Regions from separate parts of the Gossypium hirsutum genome. Here regions 1 and 3 are each linked to region 2. Evidence: chromatin contacts called from public Hi-C data. All regions are on one chromosome and are shown on one strand. The core of a region is the stretch at or near the end of the contact, and the rest is flanking DNA. Distances in the headings are between cores, read along the strand shown. Region 1 holds the start of LOC107949714 (probable Ufm1-specific protease). Region 2 holds the start of LOC107949707 (26S proteasome non-ATPase regulatory subunit 6 homolog). Region 3 holds the start of LOC107949701 (calmodulin-binding protein 60 A).

The links. Hi-C and Micro-C count contacts between places; a contact is called where the count stands out from the background.
Region 1: a Hi-C map of leaf shows a contact between it and region 2, with 2.4 times the contacts expected there. The contact joins the promoter of LOC107949714 here to the promoter of LOC107949707 in region 2. A contact is called at or near these places in 2 of 34 Hi-C or Micro-C datasets (leaf and petal).
Region 3: a contact with region 2 is called in a Hi-C map of hypocotyl, with 5 times the contacts expected there. The contact joins the promoter of LOC107949701 here to the promoter of LOC107949707 in region 2. A contact is called at or near these places in 19 of 34 Hi-C or Micro-C datasets (anther, callus, fibers and 4 more).

Annotation. Positions count from the first base shown.
Region 1 is chrD03:41,224,986-41,229,195 of Gossypium_hirsutum_v2.1, reverse strand. It overlaps LOC107949714 (probable Ufm1-specific protease), which reads right to left and starts at 1,328. Exons shown (of 14, transcript XM_041090126.1): 1 at 995-1,328; 2 at 541-897. The coding sequence starts at 1,169.
Region 2 is chrD03:41,482,193-41,485,896 of Gossypium_hirsutum_v2.1, reverse strand. It overlaps LOC107949707 (26S proteasome non-ATPase regulatory subunit 6 homolog), which reads right to left and starts at 1,795. Exons shown (of 8, transcript XM_016884446.2): 1 at 1,498-1,795; 2 at 1,279-1,393; 3 at 1-16. The coding sequence starts at 1,780.
Region 3 is chrD03:41,764,284-41,768,140 of Gossypium_hirsutum_v2.1, reverse strand. It overlaps LOC107949701 (calmodulin-binding protein 60 A), which reads left to right and starts at 1,380. Exons shown (of 7, transcript XM_016884434.1): 1 at 1,380-1,518; 2 at 2,169-2,247; 3 at 3,612-3,664; 4 at 3,760-3,857. The coding sequence starts at 1,463.

The sequences.
Region 1 (4,210 bases), core at 79-2,578, 260 kb after region 2:
GTCCCAGACAAATGTGTATTCCACTTTGAGTTTTTACGTATATTTGGAGGGTCATTTTCATACCATGTTAGAATGTGTCAGACATAGATGTCGAACACCAGTACTTCAAGAAAAAAAGAAGAGTCAAAGGCAACATAGCTTTTGTATATAGCACACAGAATATCCACATAAAAATCACTGTCGCCTCTAAGTTCACCATCTCTAATTGGCTTTAAAATTTGACAAACACTTAACTAGCCCCAAATACATTGCTAATATTATCTGCTCTAATAAAATCCCTCTTTCCATAAGCAACAACTATAAAATCACCAATACTCCATTACCAAAAATCCTAAGGAATACTTGACAATTTCAGGTTTTCAGCATTGAACAAAACACCAGTATCAATTGACTTCAAACTGCCATAAACGGCTTAGCTGATTCGACAAGCATTGAACTATTATAGAGAAGTAGTACTTAATAATTTCAACCACAATAAAAAATGACCAAATGCACACATTTAAGCTAAACATAGATAAAGTGATAAAGAAAAGAGGCTACCAGAGGGCTTGTTTGCAGGATAACAGACAGGCAATTTAATTGGAAGCTGGCAGAGTAGTAAACAACCACTCTCCCAGACGAATTTCTCAGGATTATCACCGTACGAAACAGGATTAACCAACTCGAAGTTCGTCGAACTCTCTGTCTCTGATAAAAAGAAACGAATATCCCCAGTATCCGGATCAGCAACAGCTCCGATCGTCTCTTCATTTTCCAGTTTTGTTGTTCCAGTTAAAAGTTTCTTCAATTTCCGAGCAGCTTCAACAGCCCTCGCCGCTGTCTTTTCGGGATCGGATTTTCCAACAATTAACGCTCCAATTACATCGAATCCTTTCAAGAGTAGCGTCCTGATTTCCTCTGTTCCAGTCGGAATCAAATGATGGAACTTTTGGTTAAAAGAAATCAAATTAAAATTGAAGTTTAGATATTTCCAAAAGGGAGTTTTGATGCTTACCTGATTCCTTGGGGAAATCCGGGCCGGAGGAATTGGAATGGATGCATCTGAAGGTGGAGATGATAGTGAGTGGAGGGAAAAATGGGGATCCGATTAACCATTGGAGATCCGATTCATTTCGGGTGATCAACAGCTTAGGGCACTCGATTCGTATGCTTCTAGTGTTCTTCTCCATGGACTAGTATGGATCCAATTTTCAAACCCTCCAGAAATTGATGTCAGCTTGTTTGGGCGGCCCTATGGATTCCGCTTCGACTCTCTTGACCAAAAGAGACTCGTCTCATCTCTTATTAATCATCCCGTCGGGGTACTATAATACATTTCATGGTTAGTTGTCTCATTACTATAGGATTAAAATCAATTTATTTGATGTCCGCCTTAATTATTTTCACAAATTATAAAATAAGAAATAATTCTATTTTTATAATATTCAATTTTTATCAATAAATAAAATCAAAGGTTAAGGTTAGTTTAGCATTACTTTCGAGAGGTTTAATTTAAGATTTCATGTTTTTAGTAGTTTTGTAATAAGTAATTGCAAAAAGTTAACACGTCTATTTTGGACATAATGTTATGACTTCAAAAATAAGTTAATTTAAATGATATTCAAATTCATTAATATTACAAACATGAAATATCAAAAGTCTGCAATCAATCCTAATTCTATTAATGTCTTTGGCCTCCTCTATAAGAGTCAGTTTAATTGCAAAACATTTGGAGAGAGACCTCAACACTTTGCGCACCATCTCCGAATTCAAATACTCCTCACCAAAAGAAAATGATTGGTTAAAAATAGCATATAAGTTTTGAACTCGATTGTTAATATTTGGAGTTTGGACTATTTGATAGTGAAAATCCCTTTATGTGCAATTTTTAAAATTGTCCAAGCTTTTTATGCAATAATGCATTTAGAGATCCTTCTAAATTTCTAAAAATCCACACCATTAAGGGCTTTTGGGTTTGCATTAGCTAATTTATCTTCCTTTGCAGTTCATGTTGTTTTTGGTGTGTAAGTTTTCACACCACTAACATTAGTTGTAGAAGGCTCTCAACCAGTTAACACAACCTTCCAAACTTTCTCATCTAAAAACTTGACAAAGTCCCTCATCCGAGCTTTCTAATTGGCATAATTGAAGCCATAAAGCATAAAAGGTCTCAAAATTAAGTTACCTTCCATCTTTAAGCAATTCAACAGCAAGATCTTTCACCTAATACGTCAACTTTCTAACTTTGATATCAATTGTTAATCTTGAATTATTTGTCAATTGTGCATTAAGTTGCAACTAAATGAACAACTTAAACAGGAAAAAAATACGATATGGATGAATTTTTATGTAGTTTGGATCCTTTTTCTATGTCTAAGGGCCTTTCTCAAAAGTAATCTACTACCAATCAATAATACAAGATATGATTTAAGTTTAACTCATTCACCAAGTTATAACTTCACTCCTATGCATTATCTAATATCACTCTCTCCACTAAAATTTTCCCCTTGAAAGTTTAGCTACAAATTTAACATAAACAAATTGTTTACAATGTATTTGCACTAAAACATGTAACAGCCCGAATTTAGGGCTAGTCGGAATAGTGGATTCGGGACCACCAATTCGACGAGAAAAAAATTTATTTTCATTATATTTTTATGGTCAACGATTTCACAAAATGATTTCGTGAAAATTTCGTTCGAAAATTTTGACGTTTGGGCACTCAATTTAGTCAAAAGGACTAAATTGTAAAAAATGCAAAAGTTGAATTCTATATGTTAGAGGTGTCCAATTGTTATGAAATTTTAAATTTGAGGTCCTTATATGGTAATTAGACCATTGGTTAAGTTGGTGGACAAAAATGGGTATGGTTAGGCATGTTTCCAAAGTTTTTCATTAAGGGTATTTTGGTCATTTAGTTATTAAAATGAATTTAAAACAAAATTAAAAGCCAATTTTTGTCCATCTTCAACCCCCTAGGCCGAAAATTGCATGGAGAAACCATGGCTAGGGTTTTTCAAGCTTCCAAGCTCGATTCTAAGTCCGTTCTATCCCCGTTTTTAATGATTTTTACGTTTTTGAAATCCTCGTAACAAGATTTACCTATTTTTACCATTGTTTTGAACTAGGGTTTGTGTTTAAAAATTTACCCATAAATGATATGCATGTATTTTGATGTTTTATGGAAGAATATGAATGTTTAGAGTGTGATAAACGATTTGTACTAAGTAATTTTCGATGAAAATGCCTAAAATGATTAATTTGTAAAAGTTATAAAATAAGTCACAAGTGTGTGAATAAGTGAGTATTGTGGATTGCTATAGTTGTGAAAATGGTTCAGCTAGGCCTAAAATGCAAGTAAATTGAATAAAAATTAATTTACGAGCCTATGGGCAAAATCATAATTTTGTGAAACTTTAGGGGAAAAAATGTAATTTTGCCAAAGTATATTTTTGGACTGGAATGAATAGTGTGAATGTTATATAAGTTAAATGTATTGTTATAAATCAAGAAAGACGAGAAATTGAAATTGATTTTGATTGATAAAAAGAAAAGTGAGAAAAAATGAAAAACTCCCGAATGAACCTTTGGAATAAAAAGGGATACGAATGAAGTGACAGAAATGATCACATGTGTGGCACGGATTGTGTTGGGCCACTATGTAAAAGTGAAAGTGACGGTCACGTGTGTAGTACTATGTGCAGGCTACTACGTGTACCGAAATGATAGGTCGCATGTGTAGTGCTATGTACAGGCTACTATGCGTACCGGATAGTTTCGATCACGTGTGTAGTACTATGTGCAGGCTACTACGTGTATCGGATGGTAATGGTCACATTGATAGTACTATGTGCAGGCTACTATGTGAACCGAACATCATTAATTAGTAAGGTGGTTGCTATGTGCTGATTCCACTGGACATCATTGATTAATAAGGTGGTTGCTATGTGCTGAATCCACCGAGTATCTGTTATTATTCCGAAGTGTTCATCGGGAAATTGACTAAGTGTAATTGAATAATGAATATAGGTGTGGAGTTGAATTGAATATCGACTTAGAAATGGAAAAGTGAATTTTGAATTGAATTGTGATTGAAAGTGAAAAGGTGAAATTATGAAAGAGTACATTTAGCAATAAAACAGTTTAGACAGCAACAGTTGTGTAACTTTGAAAAATCACCAAAAATTGTGGAGATTGAATTAGAGGCTGAATAATATATGAAATTGAAGCT
Region 2 (3,704 bases), core at 546-3,045:
TTCAGCATCAGCAATCCTACAATGCCAAAAGGCAGACATGAGTTAAAACATAATTCAATAAGAAAAGAGTAATTACTCTCATATGTTAAGATTGTTTCTTTCCTTTGTTAAAGAGGCAGACTGGTGGTTGAAAGATATTGCGACATAGTTTAGATGCGAGAGTTTTAGAAGAAAATTAATGCCATTCCATCATTCTTATATTAAAGCATTCATCATTGACAAAAAATTATTCCCTCTTTAATTGATAACATCATTTAGTTCTAAATCCTAATAATATTACCATGCAAACTCTCAAGCAATTGAATGAGTTATGATCTTGACTGGGCGTACATTCTTATATAGATAGAAAAATGCTATCAATTCCCCTCTAACTATTTTGTGAATGCTGTGGAGAAAGAGATTGACTGTCAGGCAACTGACAAGGAGTTATTATCTTGGAAGTGTACATTCTTGTATAGATAGAAAAACAAAATGCTACAGATTCAAATCCATCTAAATATTTTTTGTATATAGTGTTAAAAGTAAATAATGCTATAGAATTTGTTGATCTATTGTTTTATAAAACCAGCATTGTAATTGGGTTGGTACTGCCTTGGGGCTTTTAGTGTGTGTATTTAATTCACCAAAAATAGGAACATTAGCAATGATTACTTCATCCCACTTCGTTTTTATTACAGACCCCGAGAGTTGAGATAATTCAGCTACTACAATGAATTATACCAACTTTGGTCTTGGCGGTAAAAGAAGAACATTCAACTCATTATCTATCTAGCTCAGCTGTATTTGATTAACAGTAGTTCATGGGCATACCTCTTGTAAATGTTACAACTCCAAACAGGTAACCATAATAAAGCAACTCTCATAATAACAGCTGCTAATAAAAAAATGACCAAGAAAAGTTGCAAGGCATAAAGATATCAAAGCAACAAAAAGGAATTTAAAATTCAAACACTCAAAACACTCGATTAAAGTTTCAATTCTTGAAACCCCTTAGTGGTTCATAATCTGTCTGTTTCTCCAAAAACTCAATCCACTAAAAGTTCCCAATCACCAAGCAAATGATACAGTCAATACACGTTAGGCTAAAAGTTCCACATTATATTCTCATCAATTGAGAATTAAACAAACCCTAACCAACAATGTGAACCAAAAACCTTAAATATATACTTCCCATCAACAATTAAGGCCAGAAAACCTAAATCTACGGTAAAGTAACTTTTTATTAACTAGCAACCACACAGGAAACGAAAATTAAAGGGGGCAAAAAGAAATACTCACTTCTCGTCAAGCTTCTTAATCTCCTCCTCATTCTTGGCACGCATCGATTCCAAAAGGCTCTGATCCAGCTCCAACACTTTATCAGTAACGAGGGTTTCATAATATGAAGTCATATCTAAAACCACCACAACAACGAAAAAAAAAAAGCAACGCATATCGTGTAAAATTAGAACCGAAATAATTAACTCGCAAGGAGAAGAGTTGAATCTGGGAAGTTACCATTGGATTGGACCGAGTTGAGGACCTCATCGCTGAGGCGGACCTTCTCGATGTCAGAGACGTCTGGATGCTTGAGGAGGAAGACGTTGTGAGCAAGGATGAGTTGCTGTGACTGCTGAGTTCCATCTTGTGTGTCCATGGCTGAGTCGATGTAGTGAACACTGAGTTGGAGCGAAAGGAGCCCTGCTTCTCTTTTGAGATAGCTCGGGAACTGAGAAATAGGAAAATAAATCTGGTTTGGGATACAAAAATTTTGGCTCACATCCGAGTCCGGCCCGCCCATTTTTTAAATGAACACTAAAAATTTATTTTAAAAATAAAAAATATATTTTAAAATTTTAAAAATAAAAAATTCTTTTTTTGCCCAAACTTATATTTCGAGCCTATATTTTTATTCGAATCCTGCCATATTTTAGATGGGCCGTTGGGCTGGGTCGGGCCACCCGGCCCATGATCACCTCTACTTCCTACTTCCTAGCCCAACCAATTTTTTTTATTACTAGATACTTAACTATGTTTTTTTTATTCAATTATTTTTTTTATTTATTTTTATCACTGAGCTATTTTTATTTTTTAGTGATAAAAAAAGATAATTAAATAATTGAATCACTATTTTGTAAATTTTTAATACGAGATAACCAGTAAAAAAACTATATTCGGGTCACCTCTAGACCTGTCCATGGGCCGGGCGGCCCGGCCCGGCCCAATGGCCCGTCCAAAATATGGGAGGGTTCGGGTAAAAATATAGGCCCGAAATATGGGCTTGGGCAAAAAATAGGCTCGTTTAAAAAATGGGCCGGGCTCTGGCTCAACTTTTTTGGCCCGAGCCCGGCCCGAATATAATAAATATTTATTTTTATTTTTATTTTTTATTTTTTAATTTTTAATTTTTAAATACTTTAAAAATATTTTTTTTATTTTTTATTTTTTATTTTTAAAATATTTTTTGTGTTTATTAAAAATCGGGCCGGGCCAGACTCGAGCTTATTATTTTTTTCCCGGGCTGGGCCCGGTCCTAAAAGGTGGGTCAAAATTTTTCTAGGCCCAGCCCGGCCCGACCCATGAACAGGTCTAGTCACCTCTACTTTACTTTTTTTTTTCTAAAGCTCATAGTAACAAAATTAGGCAAAAGACAAAGGAGTGTAAAAGGTATAACCAATTGAGCATTTATGGAAAAAAAAAACTCAATTACCCCTTTTGTTAACAGCATTAATGTAGCTGACGAAGCTCCCACATGACATGTTATGTGGGCAAATTGTTGCCCTTACATACTAGCATATATTTAAAGATAAAAAATCTTAAAAATTTGAATATTGTAAAATTAATTATTAAAAATAGTAAATGATTATAAAAATATTAAAAATTATAACATACTAAAAAATTATAAAATTTATTGTTTTTACATGTCTAAAATAAATTTCAGCAATCATTTATTTCGATTCATTTTGAATATAAATTTTAAATATTATAAAAATATTTAAAAATAATCAAACATAAATAACTATTAAAAATATAAAATATGTCGAATAAAATTTAAAATTTAATCTTAATATTTTTATTATTTAAAGATTTGAATTTTTTTTTTTGTAAAAAATGGACATTAATACATTTATACAATCATATTTAAAAGTAAATTGTTATAAACTTAGTTCACGTACATTATTAAAAGCAAATTGTTAATAACTTTTTAAGTATAAAAATTAACATTTTAAAAATTTCATCAAAATATAAATACACCACATACAATTTATAAATTTATGAGGGCACCATATTTTCAGAAAATTAGCTTCTATGAGTTTGTATCTGAAACTCATAATTAATAAACAACAAATTAAATTTTTAACTGTTAGATTTAGGGCTATGATTTTAATACTTTTTATGTGCTACTTTTTAATTATTGTCATTTTCCTTTTCTAAAATTTTTAGATTTTTAATAATTATTTATAATCTTTTTTACCATTTTTATTATTTATTTCTAATTTTTAAAATATTTTTATATTGAGAATTTATGACCAAAATAAACCTAAACATGTAAAAACAGTAATCTTTATAACTTTTAGAACTTTTATAAACTTTTTTATTTTTTTATTTAATAATCGTCTTGATAATTGTTATTTCCTTATTGAACATGTTTGTTATTGAACATATTTTTTTTAGCTCTAGTTTTTCAAATATTTTGATATAACAAAAAGTATATTAAAAATTCT
Region 3 (3,857 bases), core at 131-2,630, 280 kb before region 2:
AGGTTCCGGGGTGACGATGCTTTATATGGTCACGGGTCAGAGTATAACTGGGGAGCCACTTAACAGTTGTTATGTGGGCACGAGCTCAAACTTTTTAGACACCCGAAGATTTTGCCTTATAAATACCATACAAAATTTTAAAGACATAACCATAAGGAAAAACTGTGGGGCTTCCCGCTATAATCGGCGCAATTTTTTTTCTCCATTTCCATGCAGTCGATATCTTTAACCTTCCTTCTTAGAAGAAGGTCAGCATTGTCGTGGACGTAGGAGGACTCTTCGGCGGGCAATGACTATTTCGATGGAGTAAAGGTGATGCTCTTTTTAGTTAGTAAAAAATCATTAATAACTACAACTGTTGTAGCACCGACTCAAGTTTGACTTTTACTCCACCTGAACATTCGTTTTTCGCTTGAGAGCCCTCTTGTGTCAACCTCGATGCCAACCCTCAGATAAGAATGAAAGGTTAAAGATATCAACTGCTTGGAAATAGAGAAAAAAATTACATTGATTACATCGAAAAGCCCTTCATTTTTTCCTATGATTATGGCATCAATCTTATGTATGGTATATATAAGGCATCATTTGCGGGTATCCAAAAAGCTTGAACTCGTGACTGCATAACGACCGCCAACTGACCCCCAGTTATACTCAAACCTGTGACCGCATAACGACCGTTGACTAGGACCTCCACTTAGACTTCAACCCGTGATTGTATCAAGCATTGTCACCCTGAAAGCTGACTTATATAAGATGAATTTCTTAGGTAATGGTCCTATCCTGACATGACATATGAAGTGTATGTGTTTTGAGATACGTTTTTGTATCCCCAATCTTTCAAATCTACCTATAAACTTTCACAGTTTCACTCTCAAAACCTTAAACCCAATAAAAACCCTAATTCTTAAACAAAAAAATCTAACCTTAATACCAACCTTAACCCTAAAAAATCATAAAAAAAATTGATGGCTGAGGAGAGTGTGTGTAAACGTGTCTTGCTAGGCGCGCTTTCACAAACAGTCTTCAAAATTGACCTATTTTCCTAAATCTTAAAAAAACGACCTATTTAATCAATTAAAAAACCACATATATTGCCTATTTAACCTATATATGAAATAGGAAGAATAAATAAACAAATTAAAATCAATTATGTTAAACAAGCTAATAGAAAAAGAAAATAATTTTTTAAGTCTCGAGGCTAATTTAAAATTTAATAGATAATTTAGGAAAATCAAATTTCCTTTCTTCCAATAATTCCCTAGTAAAAAGAGAAAGGACAGCACATCATGTTTATAGATTTGTTTAGTTCCAAAACGGGGTCAGTGGGGTCCCACATTCAGACGGATATCCTTTGGTTACATATAAACACACAACACAGAAACACAACCACCTACCCAAGCAGTTAAAGTGTTAAACTCAGACGAGAGAGAGAGAGAGAGAGAGAAAGGGCCAATACAGGATCATGAAAGAGATTCAGGGTGAAGAAGCATCCCAGACACAGCCAAATTCAGACAATGGGTAGGAAAGTGGGATGGGAAAAAGGGTTTTAACTCTTGCTTCTTCTTTTTTTCCACTTTTGGATTTACTCTTTGATTATCATTTACTGATGAATGAATAAATAAATAGTATCTCCTCCTGCTGGTTTCCTTTTCAATTGAAGTGCCGCATGTTGGGTTCTTTAGTGTTTGTGAATGAACCTCATCACCATCCAAACAGCTTAGCTTCTGGGGGTGTTTTCATTGTTGGAGTTAATAGTTTTAACAATGTCTCATAAGAGACCCCAAGAAGATAGTACTAAGGGTCGACCCTCAGAAGCCTTTACTCCTGATCAGGATAAACGGAGAAGGGTTCCTACATTGAGAAAGTACACGCCTTTCCTTTCTTACCTTAATTTCATTCTTCTTTTTTCCCTTATTGATGCATAATTTGGGGTTTTCTTGTTAGGTATATTTAAGTTTAAATGAGTGAATATTTGTACTGAGTTTATTTCTTAGTAAAGTTGTTGGCTGATATTGTAACCAATTAAAATAACTGAATTAGGCATTTGGTTGAACCTCACTTACACCTATCCATGTGTTGTGATGAATTGGTAATATAATCCATCTAATATTATGCATTATTTTTATAGTGTTTCTTCTGGTTGCTAATCTGTTTGTAAACGATGGTAGTGTGGTTCAGGAGGTGATGAAGTTGCAATCAGTCCAGCATTTGCTGGAGCCAGTTTTGGAGCCATTAATTCGTAGGGTGGTATGTTTCTTTCTTTAATCATGTTATTTCAAAAGTGCTCCTACATTATTTATCATTTTCCTGCATATAATAGGTGTAGATTTTTATTTACATGGTAAAAGAGAGTATTAGTGAGCTTGCCTTTCTCAAGAGTTGAAATCATAAATTACCGTGTCCTATGCTTAATGAGGTTTAGTTTAGCAGTTATTATAGTCCACGCTGCTTGGACACGGGAGTAAAAAATTTTGGATACGGTTACACATACAGCGCTGACATTTGCATGTTGCAGTTTTTTCCTTAAGGCTTTCCTTATAATTGGAAGGCCTAAACTTATTACCCAACAATGGGGAATTAAGCCAAAGTTTTCAGTCCTTAAGGGAGCACACCAAAGGGGCCTATATATAAATGTTGGATGTCACTGATAGTATATCGCCTACCAGGTATTGTACTCTACCTTTTGGGAACTTAGTGACATGGAAGAATAAAAGAACAGACAGTGGTGGCAAGATCAAGTGCAGGGGCAGAGTTTAGGGTTATGACCCAACGCATTTGTGAACTCTTGTGGATAAAGATCATCTTGGATGATCTTAAGGTTAAATGGAATGAGTCAATGAGGTTGTATTGTGACAACAAGTTGGCTATTAGTATCACCCACAATCCAGTTCAACGTGATAGAGCCAAACATATTGAAATAGATGGACACTTTATAAGGAGAAGTTGAGAATGGAGAATCTCATTGATCCTTACATCTCCACTTCGTGTCAATTAGTTTTAGTTTGGAGGTTTAACTATATTATTGAAAGTATGTTTTCAGTCTGATGATCATAGCTTAGCCATTAACCCCATTAAGATTTGTTGGACCATATACACCTTTGTGTTTAGCAACAAAATTGGTTGTCTTCATGTGTCTTGGGAACATATTTCCTCGACTTAGCTGTCTTTTTCTCTAGTTATTTCACTTAAGCTTTGAGATCAGATAGGAAGCATGATAAAACAAAACTGAAGGTGTAAACTGAATTTGTCATAGAAAACAGACAGTTGGCCTTTCTAAAATAATTGAAACTCTTGATACTCGATTCTATGTCTGTCATACAGATATGTCTTGTATGCTTTTCAGTTCAACACATTCTCTTGGCATCTTCACTCAACCTTTCTGTGAATGTTATATCAATGCTATTTTGCTTCACTGGATGGACATGCTGCCTAATATTGTTGTGTTTTTCATTGTCTTTTTCTAATGCCGATGCTATTGTGTCTGACATCTAATTTCAAAGTTATTCTGGGAAAAGCGAGCAAAAACTTGTATTCTTATCCATCGGTGGCAAGCTCCCATATATTTTGGTAGTTCTTTATCATATGTACATTAACTATGTTATGTTCCTTAGGTCAAAGAGGAAGTTGAAGTGGCTTTTAGAAAGCATTTGAACAATATGAAAAGGTACAAATTCAATTAAAAGAAGGGAAAAAAATTCTACAGAAAGTTGGGTTAGCTTCATAGTATACTAACCACGCGATTCTGCTCTTTTTTTAAAGGAATGGAGGGAAGGATGTAAATTCTACATCAAGAATCTTACAACTCCAATTCTTAAATAATCTCTCTCTTCCCGTGTTCACTGGAACTCGAATTGAAG